Linked DNA regions of Mus musculus: all the other regions are linked to region 5. A link is a contact called in public ChIA-PET, HiChIP or PLAC-seq and Micro-C data. All regions are on one chromosome and are shown on one strand. Each heading gives the region's core, a stretch centred on a gene start, on an enhancer-like site or on the middle of the called end of the contact. The rest is flanking DNA. Distances are from core to core; before and after follow the strand shown. Region 1 has its middle 39 kb from the start of Plcl2. Region 2 has its middle 38 kb from the start of Dazl. Region 3 has its middle 8.9 kb from the start of Gm31015. Region 4 holds the start of Dazl (deleted in azoospermia-like). Region 5 has its middle 61 kb from the start of Gm41598.

Evidence for each region. Hi-C and Micro-C count contacts between places; a contact is called where the count stands out from the background. ChIA-PET counts read pairs in DNA pulled down with a chosen protein or histone mark. HiChIP or PLAC-seq counts read pairs in DNA pulled down with a chosen protein or histone mark.
Region 1: a contact with region 5 is called in an RNA polymerase II ChIA-PET map of memory CD8 T cells, with 165 read pairs. The contact joins two enhancer-like sites. A contact is called at or near these places in 1 of 15 datasets of contacts at CTCF or cohesin (large pre-B cells), 6 of 115 datasets of contacts at active chromatin or transcription factors (CD8 T cells, bone marrow-derived macrophages, effector CD8 T cells and 3 more) and 1 of 9 other capture datasets (embryonic stem cells).
Region 2: an RNA polymerase II ChIA-PET map of memory CD8 T cells shows a contact between it and region 5, with 20 read pairs. The contact joins two enhancer-like sites. A contact is called at or near these places in 1 of 15 datasets of contacts at CTCF or cohesin (large pre-B cells), 1 of 484 Hi-C or Micro-C datasets (bone marrow-derived macrophages), 4 of 115 datasets of contacts at active chromatin or transcription factors (acute myeloid leukemia, bone marrow-derived macrophages, extraembryonic endoderm stem cells and 1 more) and 1 of 9 other capture datasets (embryonic stem cells).
Region 3: an H3K4me3 HiChIP or PLAC-seq map of bone marrow-derived macrophages shows a contact between it and region 5, with 3 times the contacts expected there. The contact joins two enhancer-like sites. A contact is called at or near these places in 5 of 484 Hi-C or Micro-C datasets (CD4 T cells, CD8 T cells, macrophages and 1 more) and 3 of 115 datasets of contacts at active chromatin or transcription factors (acute myeloid leukemia, bone marrow-derived macrophages and regulatory T cells).
Region 4: a Micro-C map of macrophages shows a contact between it and region 5, with 4 times the contacts expected there. The contact joins the promoter of Dazl here to the enhancer-like site in region 5. A contact is called at or near these places in 20 of 39 promoter capture datasets (the 3T3-L1 cell line, the C10 cell line, the HPC-7 cell line and 13 more), 1 of 15 datasets of contacts at CTCF or cohesin (large pre-B cells), 2 of 484 Hi-C or Micro-C datasets (bone marrow-derived macrophages and macrophages), 2 of 115 datasets of contacts at active chromatin or transcription factors (acute myeloid leukemia and memory CD8 T cells) and 2 of 9 other capture datasets (adipose tissue and liver).

What each region holds. Positions count from the first base shown.
Region 1 is chr17:50,469,185-50,471,911 of GRCm38.p6, forward strand. No RefSeq gene overlaps it. Among named protein-coding and RNA genes, the nearest start is that of Plcl2, 39 kb to the right of the region's middle. Within about 2 kb of position 1,472, at least 294 of the 459 cell types and tissues checked have an H3K27ac peak or open chromatin away from gene starts, as enhancers often do. A contact at or near this core is called in CD8 T cells, bone marrow-derived macrophages, effector CD8 T cells and 3 more, where this site is marked.
Region 2 is chr17:50,330,045-50,332,890 of GRCm38.p6, forward strand. No RefSeq gene overlaps it. Among named protein-coding and RNA genes, the nearest start is that of Dazl, 38 kb to the left of the region's middle. Within about 2 kb of position 1,472, at least 83 of the 459 cell types and tissues checked have an H3K27ac peak or open chromatin away from gene starts, as enhancers often do. A contact at or near this core is called in acute myeloid leukemia, bone marrow-derived macrophages and memory CD8 T cells, where this site is marked.
Region 3 is chr17:50,413,895-50,416,594 of GRCm38.p6, forward strand. No RefSeq gene overlaps it. Among named protein-coding and RNA genes, the nearest start is that of Gm31015, 8.9 kb to the right of the region's middle. Within about 2 kb of position 1,332, at least 100 of the 459 cell types and tissues checked have an H3K27ac peak or open chromatin away from gene starts, as enhancers often do. A contact at or near this core is called in CD8 T cells, acute myeloid leukemia, bone marrow-derived macrophages and 2 more, where this site is marked.
Region 4 is chr17:50,292,288-50,295,118 of GRCm38.p6, forward strand. It overlaps Dazl (deleted in azoospermia-like), which reads right to left and starts at 1,333. Exons shown (of 11, transcript NM_010021.5): 1 at 1,120-1,333. The coding sequence starts at 1,122.
Region 5 is chr17:50,728,419-50,731,118 of GRCm38.p6, forward strand. No RefSeq gene overlaps it. Among named protein-coding and RNA genes, the nearest start is that of Gm41598, 61 kb to the right of the region's middle. Within about 2 kb of position 1,308, at least 76 of the 459 cell types and tissues checked have an H3K27ac peak or open chromatin away from gene starts, as enhancers often do. A contact at or near this core is called in CD8 T cells, acute myeloid leukemia, adipose tissue and 7 more, where this site is marked.

The sequences.
Region 1 (2,727 bases), core at 222-2,721, 260 kb before region 5:
CTAGAAGGATGTCTTTTCCGAAGTGATAAACATGCTGTGTCCAGACCCAGAGAAAAGGAACTCTGAACTCATAGAACACATTTCTAAAAGTGTGCCCATGTGACAATCGGGACAGCGGGGAGGTCTTTTCAGCATGCTCAGTTCCTACTGTTGGACTCAAATAGCACTCTGAGGAGAAACCCAGGACAGGCTGCCTTTCCTTTCTTCCTGTGAACCACTATTTCTGCCATGCATGAAGAAGTGATGCCGGGGTTCTGGGTGGTCTTTTATGATCCACATTGACAGTTAGCTCTCATTTTTAAAAGGTCATTCAAAAAAGCAACGATTAAAACTTGACATTTCTTTTTTTTATATACAGTATTTTCATAGATTTTAGGGTTTATTTTGTTAAGTAGAATTCCCATTCTGATCTTCATAAAGCAATCATGGAATCGTGGTATTTTTTAAAATAAGCCTCTCCAGATTCTTTTTACTTTTTAGCATAATGCTCCAGAAAAGAGAAAGTCTTTACCAAAAAAAAAAAAAAAAAAAAAATGTTGTGTTTGCTATCCTATAGTCTACAGTTGTAGCTCAGTTATCAAAATGAATGCTCTTTCAGAGTGGTTGTACTTATTTATTTATTTATTTATTTACTTACTTACTTACTTAGTCTGCTTCAACGTCAACATGAAAATTAAAATTCAGGGTCAGTTATTGCTGGGGAGTGTTCTCCACGATGTAATTTGGTTGCTAGGCAACCTGTGGGCGGATATTAGCGAGAGGAAGAGAGCGCTCCTCAGCCTGCCTTCAATAGCAGTATTGCCTTTCATTTCAAACGTGCTAAATAATAGGGCCCTGCAATTTGCCTCCCTTGCCCCGTGCTGCTTACTTTTCCTCTTGAATGGAAAATTAATCTGGTTTAGTGCGGGTAACATTTGCAACTGTACTTCCTCTCCCAGGCACCGAAGGGGATGGGGGTGGTTCATTCATTTTAGTTGTGGGAAAGGCAAACTGCTGCATTTTCGTGGTTTTTTTTTTTTTTCCTCTTTACTTCTCCATTTTTTCCATTGTGGTTGTTGAGAAAACTGATCATGCACAACCTTTTATATAGGATGAAGAAAGAGGAGATGGGAAGCCAGGACCTTATTTATAGGATGCAGCTTAGAGTCTGGTGAGGTCATGAAGTTCCCTCAAGTCTGAAAAGACTCAAGTCTGAAAAGATAGGACGGAATGGTTAGTAAGCCGTGCTTAGGGAACTGGCATGAAGATCAAAGCCACACTTTTACCTCAGCTGCGGCTCCAGCATCCTCTGCTGCACCTCTTCTCAACCTAACACCTCGCACAGAGTTGGTCTTCAACAACCGACCACACAGAAGCCAACATTCTGAGGTGCCGGGCCTGGAAACAGAAAGTTCTCTCAGAACAGCTGCTTGCTGTAATAGTGTGTTCAGAGCCTCACGTCATTTCCTGTCTCAGCAGCTGAAAAAAAAAAAAATCGTAAAAACCAAGGTTGGCAAGCTGTTCTGGCTGCACGCGAACCAGAGTCTGGTTCACCACCGAAGCCCTCCTGTGCTCTTTCTGCACTGAGGAAACCGGCTTTGATCTGCTCTGAGGTCACAACCGCTAGCGAGCTATGTCAGCGCTTCACTTCATTTAGAAGAGATTTAACAGGAGGCCCATGGCTTTGCAAATCTGTTCACCGTGGTCTTGGTCTAAGCATATGAAGATAGTAACTTGAGATTCTTGTTGAGAAATCCCTCTTCTGGCCTACTTTTTTTTTTCTCTCTCTAGGCAGTCTAAATGCTTTCCCTTTAGGGCTGGCATGGATCCAGCCTATTGACTGGCCTCCTGCTGCTGGTAAACTTCCGGCTCTTCCAGTCTTTTCCCTGTGTTCTTCCATACCACATTGCTCGCATAATCTTCTCCAAATTGTCAAGGTTTTCAAAACCTTTTTAAAACCAGATCATTTCCACTTAGTCTTGTTTCCTAGAATCCTCCAGGAGAAGGAGGAGGAGGAGGAGGAGGAGGAGGAGGAGGAGGAGGAGGAGGAGGAGGAGGAGGAGGAGGAGGAGGAGGAGGAGGAGGAGGAGGAGGAAGAGTTATAGTTAGGTTGGACATACCAGGGAAAGAGGACTGGCATGCAGGAGGGACTTAGAGATCTCAGAGCACAAAAGGCACCTTTAGATAACTAAGAGGTGACAGGCAGCTGAGTACAGGAACCGGAAGTAGGTTCAGGAAGAGGTCCAGAGCCGGAAGGCCAGGGGTGCATGCGGAAGTGCAGGCTCTGAGCTGGCCAAGACATAAGACAGGAACCAGGCTTTCTCTTGTCACTCTCCTTTGTGTGACCCTCCCCACTCTTTTCCTTTTAAGTGTCTCAGATGTTCTTTTTCCTTCCCTGAAGCTACCAGTCTCCTATTTTTCAAGTGTTTTGTAAATACCAGGTCTTGACCTATGAACAGGTGGTGGGATCAATGTTGTGAATACTTACCAGCATTTCCAAAGCATCGAACAACAGTGGAATAACACAGGGCTGAAAACATAACTAAGATGCATTGCACTTGCCTAGTATGTTGATCCCCAACACCAAAAAAACAAAACAGTGTCAAACACAGAAGGGACAGAATGATTTAAAACAGAATATGCAGAATCATATACGACAAAATAGAAAAAACTTGAGTTCGAGTTTGGAAAAGCCATTAGGGTAAGCTTTGATCTCACTTATATGAGTGCATACAGGTGTGTGTGTGT
Region 2 (2,846 bases), core at 222-2,721, 400 kb before region 5:
AACGCCACGGCACTTGGCGGCATGTGGTGAAGTATACATTTACTACTAACACTCGAGGCAGGGGCAGGGACAGGGACAGAGGCAGGGGCAGGGACAGAGACAGGAGCAGGGGCAGAGGGAGTCTCCGTCACGAGTTCCAGGCCAGCCAGCCAGGGCTATGTAATGAGATCCTGTCTCAGAGAGCAAGGAAGAGTGAGAGAGAGAGACAGAGAGACAGACAGAGAGAGACAGAGAGGGAGAAAGGGAACTTTCTAAGTCCTTGCTTAGCACAGTGCTGGGAACACAGTAAGGACTCAAAATCAGTGGTAGCCACTGTCACTGCTATAGTAATCATCACAATTATTCATCATATGGAACCACGGCTTGGCAATATTAGCTGTGAGAACTGAAGTCTGTCTCTCTTTGCTCTACTTCCTTTTTTGACATTTGCTTACTCATTTATTGTGTCACTTATAAAAGATGATTATGACCTTGTGTGACCAAATGTAGCTGCTTTCTCATTCAGGTATATGTATGCTGTATGGAGGTTGTAATTATTTGTTTTTTTTTTTTTTTTTTTTTTGATGAAGGTACTGAAAGGTCTGAAGAACCACAGCTCTGACTCTCATTGACTTTTTTGAATTAGGACAAAGCAACAGCCAACTCTGATCCCTGTAAAGAGCATTAGTGAGGCAGAACTGGGCCTCATTCCATTGTTCCACAGACATTTGCAAATGATCGTAGAGATAAGTCTGGTGAATCAGTTGGGTGAGGTAGAAAGAATAAAGGGCTCAGTTCAAGCCTTGACAGTGATCTTTAACTCTAAGCCTCAAGTGCCCTCTCAGCAAAATGGGAGCACTAGTAGCTCCCACAGCTCAGGACTGTTACAGAGATGAAATCATACTATGCATAGAAAGAACACACGTGTTTATGGTACATTGCTGGTAGTCAGTAACTATCCAAACACATCTTGATGCAGGAGTTGGAAGGGTCTCAGATGATGTTGATCAGGGTCTCTAGACACAGAGCCTGAAAAAGAAAAAAAATATTTTTGTTTTGTTGTTGTTTTTTGTGAAAGTGACTTACTGAAGGAATATAACTTTTAAGAATAGCTCATAGGAAAACATAGCAAGGGAGAAGCCAAAGAACTTTGAGAAATGGTAGATTCTACCCTCAGTCTGACTCATGAGGGCCCAAGGGCATCCACAGAGCAGAGCACTTCCCCCACTTCCCCCACCCAGGCAGAGGCTGGCTCTTTTAAGTCTCCTATCAGTCACTCTGCAGATTGACTAGTGAATAGATAGATTCTTTAGCTTGAGCTCAGATAACATGAAAGGAAACAGGAGCTTGCAAGAGCAAAAAAAAAAAAAAAACCAAAAAAAACCAAAACCAAAACCAAAAAAACCAAACAAGTTGGGGAGAGGATGTTGGGATGGGAGCTGAAGACTTACAGAGTTTACCACACAGCCAATGGGAGCCGCTGAACTCTCATGAGTGGGGGCTGTAACTTGATAATGGGTGAGCCAGGTGCCTCGATGATCCTTTTATGGCATCTCTTTGTTGTCAGGCTGAAGATCACATTTTCTGCCCTGACCTTCAACCAGCTACTTTAATTGGAGCCCAATCCTGCCCCATCTCTTCAGGCTCAGTGTACCCTGGTGGTAGTATTGCACAGATGCCCAGCAGAGCCATCTGGGCTGCGCCTGTCCACCCCCCAGCCCCACCCATACTCACACACTTTAGGATCTTGGGAAAGCTGCTCCTTGTTTGCAAGGCAGTCATTAAAGACTAGATGGGACTGATAATTTTTATGGCCTGAAAAGACGGTAGGAGTTAACGGCAAAAGGGAGCCTTATCCACACAATGGCAGGGCCGTGCACAGGAGCATATTTCCACCCAGGGCCAGGATGTGCTTGCGGTCTGTTTCCTGTGTGTGGATGACAGTGTCACCAGCCAGCTTCCTGCTTCTGTTAGCACGCCATGCCTTACCCGACATTACGGACTCTGGAGCCTCAAGCCAGATCAGCTCGTTTTTCCTTGCCTTGCTTTTGTCCGTACCATCTTATCACAGCGACAGAAAAGTAACCTAGAAACTGATACCAGCGCGGCAGGGAACATGATTTCTGTGTTTTGGAGGGATGTAGAAGATTCTGGAACTTTGGAGTAAAAAAAAAAAAATGTTGAATGTTATAAGCAGAGCTTTGTGGGTGTTCTGGTAGGAGCCTGGAAGACAGTAATGAGGTCAGAGAGAGAGTCCAGCTCTAGAGGGTTCAGAGGGATACAAGGATTCTACCAACAAGTAGGCTGGTAAAGACTCTGGCTACCTTCTGCCCATGTCCCAAGAACGCGGCTGAGGGTAAATGAAAATGTGATAGGCTGATTTTATTGGCAGAGGAGATCTCAGGCAGTGTGATGTTGAGTCTGTGGAATGCTTATAACCAGTTACTCTCATACAGCCCTATAATGAAAAGTTGCAACAAATGAGGCAGAAAGAAGTGGGGAAATTGTGCAGTTTGGTGAAAAAAAATCACCAGAAAGCTTAGTAGTCTAGCTTAAGTCATGCAATGAAGAAGGGGCTGGGTTTAGCATGCTAAGTGGGCAGCCCAGTATGTATGGAAAGCACAAACTGGAGTCAGCGGGTTGTATGTGCAGGTTGTGTGTGTGAGTGTGTAGACACAGGCGCACCCCTGTGTACATAGACGCTTAGAGAAAAGGACATGAGTTTGAGAAGGGTGTTACTGGGGACTTGAAAGGAGTTGGAGGGGGAGAGGGAGTGGGGGAAATGATGTAAATACAATGTACTCATATATAAAATTCTCAAAGAATTTAAATAAACATTGAAATTAAAAATATAAAATGGAGATTTT
Region 3 (2,700 bases), core at 82-2,581, 310 kb before region 5:
GAAATATCCACCCTAAGTGAACTGCAGTTGGTCCCCAGCTGGTAGCCTCTTTGGGAAGGTTGTTGACTCTTTGGGGGTAGCTCCTTAAGAAGAAAATGGCGCACTGAAGGTGAGCCTTGAGATTTTATAGCCTTGTTCAACTTGCTCTTTGTCCTTCTCTGCTTCCTGAGTGTGGATGAAAGGTGACAGTAAGACAGTAAGCTCCTACCCCTCCCTTACCTTACCACTGACTTGTTCGGGAAGTATTAGCCAAAATGAGACCGTCCTTCCTTTAGTGGCTTTAGTCAGGGTATGTTATCACAGCTAACCAAGACCATAAACCACACCATAATTTTACTTACCTTATTTGTTTTGGCACGTGTTGTATCTGTACAAGGGTCAGATGACTACCTCAAGTGTCATTCTCGGGATGTGCTTTCTTTGAGACAGGGCTTGCTTTTAGCCTAGAGCTAAATAATTAGGTTAGGTAGGCTGTCTGGCCTAAAGATATACCTAAAGATATACCTGTCTCCACACCTCCATGTGCATCACTATACTAGCCTGGGTCTCAGAGATACACCTCAGGTCCTCAAAGCAAGGACTTTATTTATTGAGCTTTTTCTCCAGCTTTCTAATGTACACATTTAGTTGTACTTCAGTGGTTAACCATGAGTGTGTGAGAAACTTCATAACAGGTGCCCTGCCACTGGGACCTCCATGATACTGCCGGCATTACCAATCATGCTCCATGCTATCCTAAGCCAACTTTGTCCCCCTTTCCCTTGCCAATTTTTCCCTCACATATAGCTAAGGATTGGCTCACCATGACACCCCAAACCCCCACAATGATCCCTGCTTTATTGTACCAGAGGGGAAACTGAGGTGGTCTGGACTATCACATGTGTGAGCTTGTTCTCCAACATTGACATTTGCCTGGTTTCTAAGGCCATGTGTTGAGCTGAGGTTATGAGGCATGAGCCCCAGGTGCATTAAGTCAGGATCTCCCACTCTTAGGTGTGATTGGCATTTGAGACCTGGAAATTCTTGTGTGGACTGTGCTGTGCATTATAGTCTAATTAACAGTACTGCCTAACTGCTTCCTCTGTGTCAGATGTGATCATAGCCATCGTGATTCACTATCATAATTCACAGAGACCCTCATGTGATCAGAGAGGGGTGGGTTCATGGGTCTCCAGTGAGATCCTCAGGAGTTGCCTCTCCTCCCTATAATTCCAATCCTCACTCCTCATTGGTAAACATGTGACCAAAATAAGACTTTTCTCGGGGTATAGATACCCAGAAGTTCCCTCAGAGACTTCCCAGTGGTGTCACTGCCTTTGGTTCATGCACACTTCTGTGAGTAACTCTGATAACCTAACTGGTTCAGCAAGCTGAACTTGGTGAGAACTTTTCTTTGGTCTGTCAGTTTCTTAAAATCACAACAAGCCATATCCCTTGCCTCTACTCATAACCTGCTGACAGTAGTCTGTCCCCCAACTGTTATGAGCATACATTCAAAAAATGTCTCCAATATATTGCCAAATGTCCTCTGGGGAACAAAATCATTTCTGTCAGTGTGACACCTTTTTGATTTATCAGCATCTCCCATGTACAATTGAAACAGGAAGTGAAGTGAAAGTAGTTTATGTGGGCGGTGACCTCAGTACAGCAGTTTGAGGGAGTGGGGAAGTATGTTTTTATTTTTCTTGTTCTTGTAATAATAATAATATAAAAAAAACACCAAGAAGAAACTTAAGGAGGGAGAGGTTATTTTGGCTTACAGTTGGTGGGAATACAGTCCATCATGGGGGTGAGGAACCACAGTGACAGGAGGGGGAGGGTGCCGGGCACATTGTATCCATACTCAGGAGGCAGAAAAGAATAAGCAACAGGAGAAGCCAGGCTAACAAACCTCAAGGCAATCCCCAATGTACCCACTTCCTCCTCCAAGCCACCACCCTCAGAAGATTTCACAACCTTCCTTAGAGAGCCTCTGCCTGAAGACCCATTGTTCAAACACAAGGGTCTGTGCTGTACATTTTGCATTTGAATAAAACAGGAAGGGAATCAGAAGGAGAAAGCAAGCTAATAAATAAGCAGGTTGCTGTTGTGCAGTGTACAGCATGAGGGCCACCTCCTTGGGGACTGCTAGCTGGAGGAACACGATGATTTTGTTTTTGTTTTTTTTTTTTTAATTCCTGCAGGCCAGCATAAGATCACAACCACAAATTTTGAGTCAATTTTGAAGCAAGCTTTATTAAATACTGGCCAGGACAATGGACACTGATCAGGTCCATACTCAGGATCCCAGAGTATGCCAGAACTACTTTATTCAGAGGCTCATAGAGGCAAAAACCACAAGGCTATGTACTTCCTGTCTTTGTCCAATCAGGGGCAAGCATGCATCCTGGGGTACCTCCTGCCTACTTGTGATCAAGCACATCCCGTGCAGTTGAAACAACCAAACCTGTTTACAGAAGCAAAGACTTGTGGTTTGTTATCTTACATGACCAACAGCCCCCAGCATTCCAGGCACAAAGAAGGAGAAAGAAATCTGAACATTTCTCAATTTTCATATACCTTAAATAATTTTCTCCTCATACCTTCATAACTTAAGCTTTCATATCCCCAGAAATTACTTTCTTTGACCCTCATAGCTCAACATAAACTTATAAACCCCCCCAACCCCAATTTAATCATTTTTCATAAGACACAAGTGGC
Region 4 (2,831 bases), core at 83-2,582, 440 kb before region 5:
TGAGAATAGTTATTAAAGATTTCAGGATTCACATTTTTGAAATGTAATTAAATCACTATGCTAAGCAAATTCCCATGTATGCTACAAATACTGGCCAATAGATAAAAATCTGCAGTTATCAAATGTTTAACCCTAATGTAGTGAGAAAACGGTCCAATATTGTGCGATTTAAATTATTGTGATAGACAAGTACCTATTTCACATTATAAATGCTTAATTTGAATTCCAACTTAAGTTAACATCGGTCATAAGTAGTATAAATTTCTTCCTTTACCTCTAAAATGGAAAAAAATTTTAAACGAACATGCAACATCTAACGGATTTGTGATTAAATGGCTATCAACGTTTGTTTTCAGTAGCCCAAGCTAGCCTGGCAACGCCTCAGTCAGTCTGCTGGCGGCGGCAGCGGCGATTACAGCAGAGCTGTCCGGTCCCGCTTTCCCCGACCCCCGCCCGGCTCAGGCCTCTGGCTCCTCCCCCAGCCCACGCAAGCCAAGCTCCCGCAAAGCCGCCTCCACCCCACCCACAGTCACCAGGCGACAGGGCCCGCCCTCAGCCTCCCGATAACCACGCCCTCCGGGTCCTTTCCACGCCGCGGCCAAGCCGCCAGGCCGCAGGACCCGGCGCGGCCAGCCTAGGCGCCACCTGGCGGAGGCGCCCGCGCTGCGGCGCTCCGACCCGGAAGCCCGGGCGCTCGTGCGGAGGAGCTGGGCCGCGGGGTGGGGGCTGGGCCGCGGCAGGCCTCGCCTAAGGCCTGCTCCTACGGGCACCGCGGCCCAAAGGCGGGAAAGAGCCGTCACGTGACGCCCAGGCCGTGCACGTGGCCCACCCCGGGGCTGCCCGAGGTCCCCAGGGCTGCCCGCCATCTCCCCGCAACCCCTCAGTGCTGGTGTAGGCCGCAAAGGCAGCAAGGCCGCCACTCTTGTCCTCCAGGCCTCACCCTGGGGGCTGTCCGGTGGGGGAGGAACCCAGAACCGGAAATATGAAAGGACCCTCTTTATGCCCTCTCCCCACTTCTCTGTGCTACACCAGAAAAGGCCGATTTTTAAACCTCCGCGTAAGGAATCGCGGCCTCCGGCTGGTCTTGCACTGCCACCCCGGGGCCTGCCCTCGACTCACCATGATGGCGGCCAGAGTTCGGGTGGTAAAACCTCGAAGGTGGAGCAGAAGCCACGCGACGGGGCAGCTACGTGAGGTGGCTGCCTAGCCGGCCAACGGGCAAAAAAAAGCCGAGGCGGTGGTGGAAAGAGAGCCCACGGCCACGGAGACAGCGGAGTCCCGAAGCGAGCGTGCTGAGGGTCGCCGAGTCACTGAGGCGTGGGCTGCGCGCCCCGGGGGGATGACTGTGCGTGGCTGGCCTCGTGACGTGCTACAGCCAATAGGCGGCAGCGCTAGGGCCTCGCAAGGGGGGCCAGGGGACCCACGTCGCCCACGGAGTGCGTGAGGGGTGCGCATGGAGCATGCGCGACATCTACGTAAGGGTCTCGGCTGCCGAGCAGGCCCGAGCCTCACTGACAGACAGATGGACCGACTCCTGCCACTCCCTAGCCCCCCCAGGACCGTGTCCGAAGCCCCTGTGAAATAAGTCCTGGGCAGGACGGTGCTCAGAGTTCTGTCAGGAAAGCATTTATTCAAGTCATTACCTCAAAAATGGCACCTCGAAGGCATGGCGTTATCCCGTCAGCAAAGCTTGGCGGCCGAATTTAAAATTTACAAAATGCCCGCAGAAATAGAAATTAATAACGGGCGGCACGACTAGAGAGCAGGCCTTGCCTGGCCGGGCCCCTTCACCCTCTTTTTCAGCCACATTGAGAAGGTTGAGTCCGGGTGCATGTGGAAGGCGCACCTCATGCCTCACGGGCCGGCCCGTCAGCCATCAGGACTTAGTTTTTTTCTTCCGTTTTTTTTCTCCCCCCCCCCCGCCCCTTCAAATAAATGCCCGAATTATCCGGTACAAAGGACACAGCAGTGACCAGACCACACGAGAGAATATCCCTCCCTTCGTGGAATTTAGGTTGCAGTGTGAGCGTTTCTCTTGTAGGCTTTACAGAAACAAGCTAGGCCAGCTGAGAGAATTCTAGAACATTCTCAAGGCCAGAGAAACGGGGCCTACCTACCTACAGCAGAGCCGAGCTGTAGGGTGCTTGGTGGAGATAACCTTACGGCAGAACCACCTAGTACTTATACCGTCCTGACTACCTTTTGTACAGATGATAAGTATTACAGCTTTTTTTTTTTTTAAAGCTGGCAAAACAGCTTAAGATTGCCACTAACCATGCAGCAATGATGGAGAAAATAGTATTAAAATAATAAATAAAAATAAAACAAATAAGGGTAGATTGCACCTATTTGAAAGGGGGGAAATTCCAAAATTCTGAAACTAAAATTAAGCTCGAAACTACAGCGGTGAAGATCCGATTCTCCACTGGCCTTCGGTAGGTGGCTACATGGTGGTGTGAACAGTCTAACAAAGGGCCTGGACTGTCCTCATTTTAGTGTAGAGAAGAAAAAAACCCACTACAGACAGCTGGAATGGTTGGTTAATGAGCAGCGGAGAGATGGCTCTAAACTCTGTAGCTCCAGGCCTTCCTGCGTTGGCTGGATGGGGAAAGCTGAAGCGGTGCAGCCCGATTTGGAGCTGAGCACCTTGCAGCACACCGGTGTTCTGGCAAGGCATCATCCTGAGGAAAAGCACGGACGTGAGGGGACGGGGAGCACCGTGCAGACTAGAGCAAACCCAAAACCATCTAACTCTCATTGGTGTTTGACCTTCCATTCCTGCGCTCTCCAAGTTTGGCGTTTATAGTTATGACATGTTTGTTACTGGAATC
Region 5 (2,700 bases), core at 58-2,557:
TAGAATTTGTAGTCAAATATGGTGGGTAGCAGAAACCAGCAGAGACACATGATCCATACCTTAGGAGAGTCAACTCAGCAGCTTGGCTCAATTAGGAGAAGTTAGATCCCTTGGAAAGGGGGCCATTTGTGCCTCCTGGGTTTTTGGCACCAGATGCATAAACTGGTGACATTACCATGCAATGGTATATTTAAGGCTTTATTTTAGACATGAGAGCAAGAACAGCCAAATGCATCTGGAAGAGCCTAGAGAGAAAGAAGTAGCCTGGACATGGCATGGAAAAAAAAACCAGGAGAAAAACGAGAGAGAGAGAGAGAGAGAGAGAGAGAGAGAGAGAGAGAGAGAGAGAGAGAGAGAGAGAGAGGAGAGGGGGAAGAATGAATGAATGATTATATCTGAACTAGGAAGGTTCTAAGAAGAATGAGTGGCTGAGGAGAGAAGACTGAGCGTGAGGGAGTTTGGGGTAAAGGACGGGGTGAGTAGAGACACACATCCCTTCTGTCTTTTGAAATTTGAGGAAATGGAGTTTCTCTTGGATCTGACAGTAACCAAAACCATTGGGAATAGTCTATAATGTTTTGGATAATGTTATGGGACCCTTTTTGCCAATAATTTAAAAAAATATATATATAACCCATTCCTGATACTGAATGGACCTAGATGGGGAAGGGGAAACAGACTACAGTATCATAAAGGGATAAAATGGAAACTAAAATAATAGGTGTGGTGGTTTGACTAGGTACCCCCCTTACACCCCACCCTCCTGCCCAGACTCATGAGTGTGAATGCTTGGCCCATGGGGAGTGGCACTATGGAGTAGGTGTGGCCTTGTTGGAAGGAGCATGTCACTGTAGTGGGCTTTGAGGTTATACATGCTCAGGGTTATACACTCATTGATACAGCCTCCTTCTGCTGCATTCGGATCAAGATATAGAAGTCTCAACTCCTTCCGCAGCACCATGGCTGTCTGCAAGCCTCCCTGTTTCCTGCCATGATGATAATGGACTGAACCTCTGAACCTCTAAGCCAGCCCCAATTAAATGTATTCCTTTGTAAGAGCTGCCTTGGCCATGGTGTCTCTTCACAACAATGAAACCTTACCTAAGATAGAGAAGTAAATGAGAGGCCAGGTTAAAGGAGGGTAGGGAGCAAGGGACAGCAAAGCCACTTGGAAACCTACTATTGTAGAAGCTTTCTCTGATAGTGAATATATAAAAGGAATCTAAATGGAGCCACCGTAGAATGAGGAAGATGACGTCTTACTTTCACGATGGGTGGAGGGTGGACTGTTTCCTGGCTTACCAAACCCCAAGATGAGGTGGCTCTAAAATTATACTGTATGGTGAAACCCCGGAGCAGCTCAGAGAGGCACAGTGCTGGTTGTTGCTTGGTCACCTCTAGGTGACCCTGTGGTTACCCTCTCTGCAGTGCCTGCCGCAGGCTTTCTTTGAATCTCTTAGAAACAGGATTCTGAGAAGCCAGCAGCAGCCTCGTCCCCACCCTGCAGGCCTCACACAGTTGCATTTTTATAAAAAGTTTTATTTATACTTCATGTGCATTGGTATTTTGCCTATATGTATGCCTATGTAGGGGTGTCAGGTCCCCTGGTCAGTTACAGACAGTTGTGAGCTGCCACGTGGTTGCTGGGAATTGAACCTGGGAAGAGCAGCCAGTGTTCTTAACCACTGAGCCCTCTCTCTAGTGCATTTTCCTTCTTTAGGTGGCCAGCCAGAGGGTCTGTGCTCTGGTGCAGGCTGTTGTGGATTGAAGCTGCAGAAGCTGCCGTGGCTCTGCAGAGCCTTGAGTTCAGAGCTTATGCTACCCCAGGCTTCCTTGGTCAGTGGTGGGCCTCAGGGCTGAGCAGTGTCCAAGACAGACATAAAGTACCTGCCCTGTTAGCTATGTGGGTGACAACTGGATGTAACCACATACAGTACTGTTGCAGGGAGCCAAGCATCTGCCTGAGATGGAGAAATGGGCTCCAGAGCTACTGTCCACAGTGTCCCTCTTAACTGGGAGAGGGGCATCCCCAGGGTGACTGAGGCAGGCAAGCTTGAAAGACGCTAACATTTCCCGACATTGGGTTCCATTCCAGGCCTCTGGCCTTCATGTTCCTGCTGGAGGAAAATGACAGTGGCCTTTCTACCCCATCATTGCTGCCTATGCCCCGTTTGCTCATCTGCTAAGCCCTACATCTCTCTAGCTAGACTGTAAGTTCTAAAGAGCTAGAGATCCATCTTTTCATGGTGAGTCTTCAGCTCTGGGCAGGGTTTGACAAATGCCAGATCCTCAATAAATAGTAGCAGCTAAGATATGGGCCCTGGTTTCAAGGAGGACGTGGTGACCAACTCTGCTATGAATACACACAGTAGCAGCAGGGAAGGCCGAGGAAGACCTGCAGCCTCAGGACAGCTTGGAGATAAGTCTCACTAATTTGGACATGGGAGGAAGATACCACCACTGCACAATTATCCACCCCCAGAGCTTAAAGCCACCTCCACCTGTCAGTCTGCTTGTGATGTAAAAGAACTTGGTTGTATACCTTTGCTCTACAAGGCCTGCCCTGTTTTGTGTGACCTGGGTCCTGGAACTCTAACAGAAGCAAGGGAACAGAGGACACACAGACACCCACAGAGTAAAGTTGGAAGTAGGCTACTGCCCCACCCAGAAACTGTTTACTGGGCACAGCACAGAGGGGAG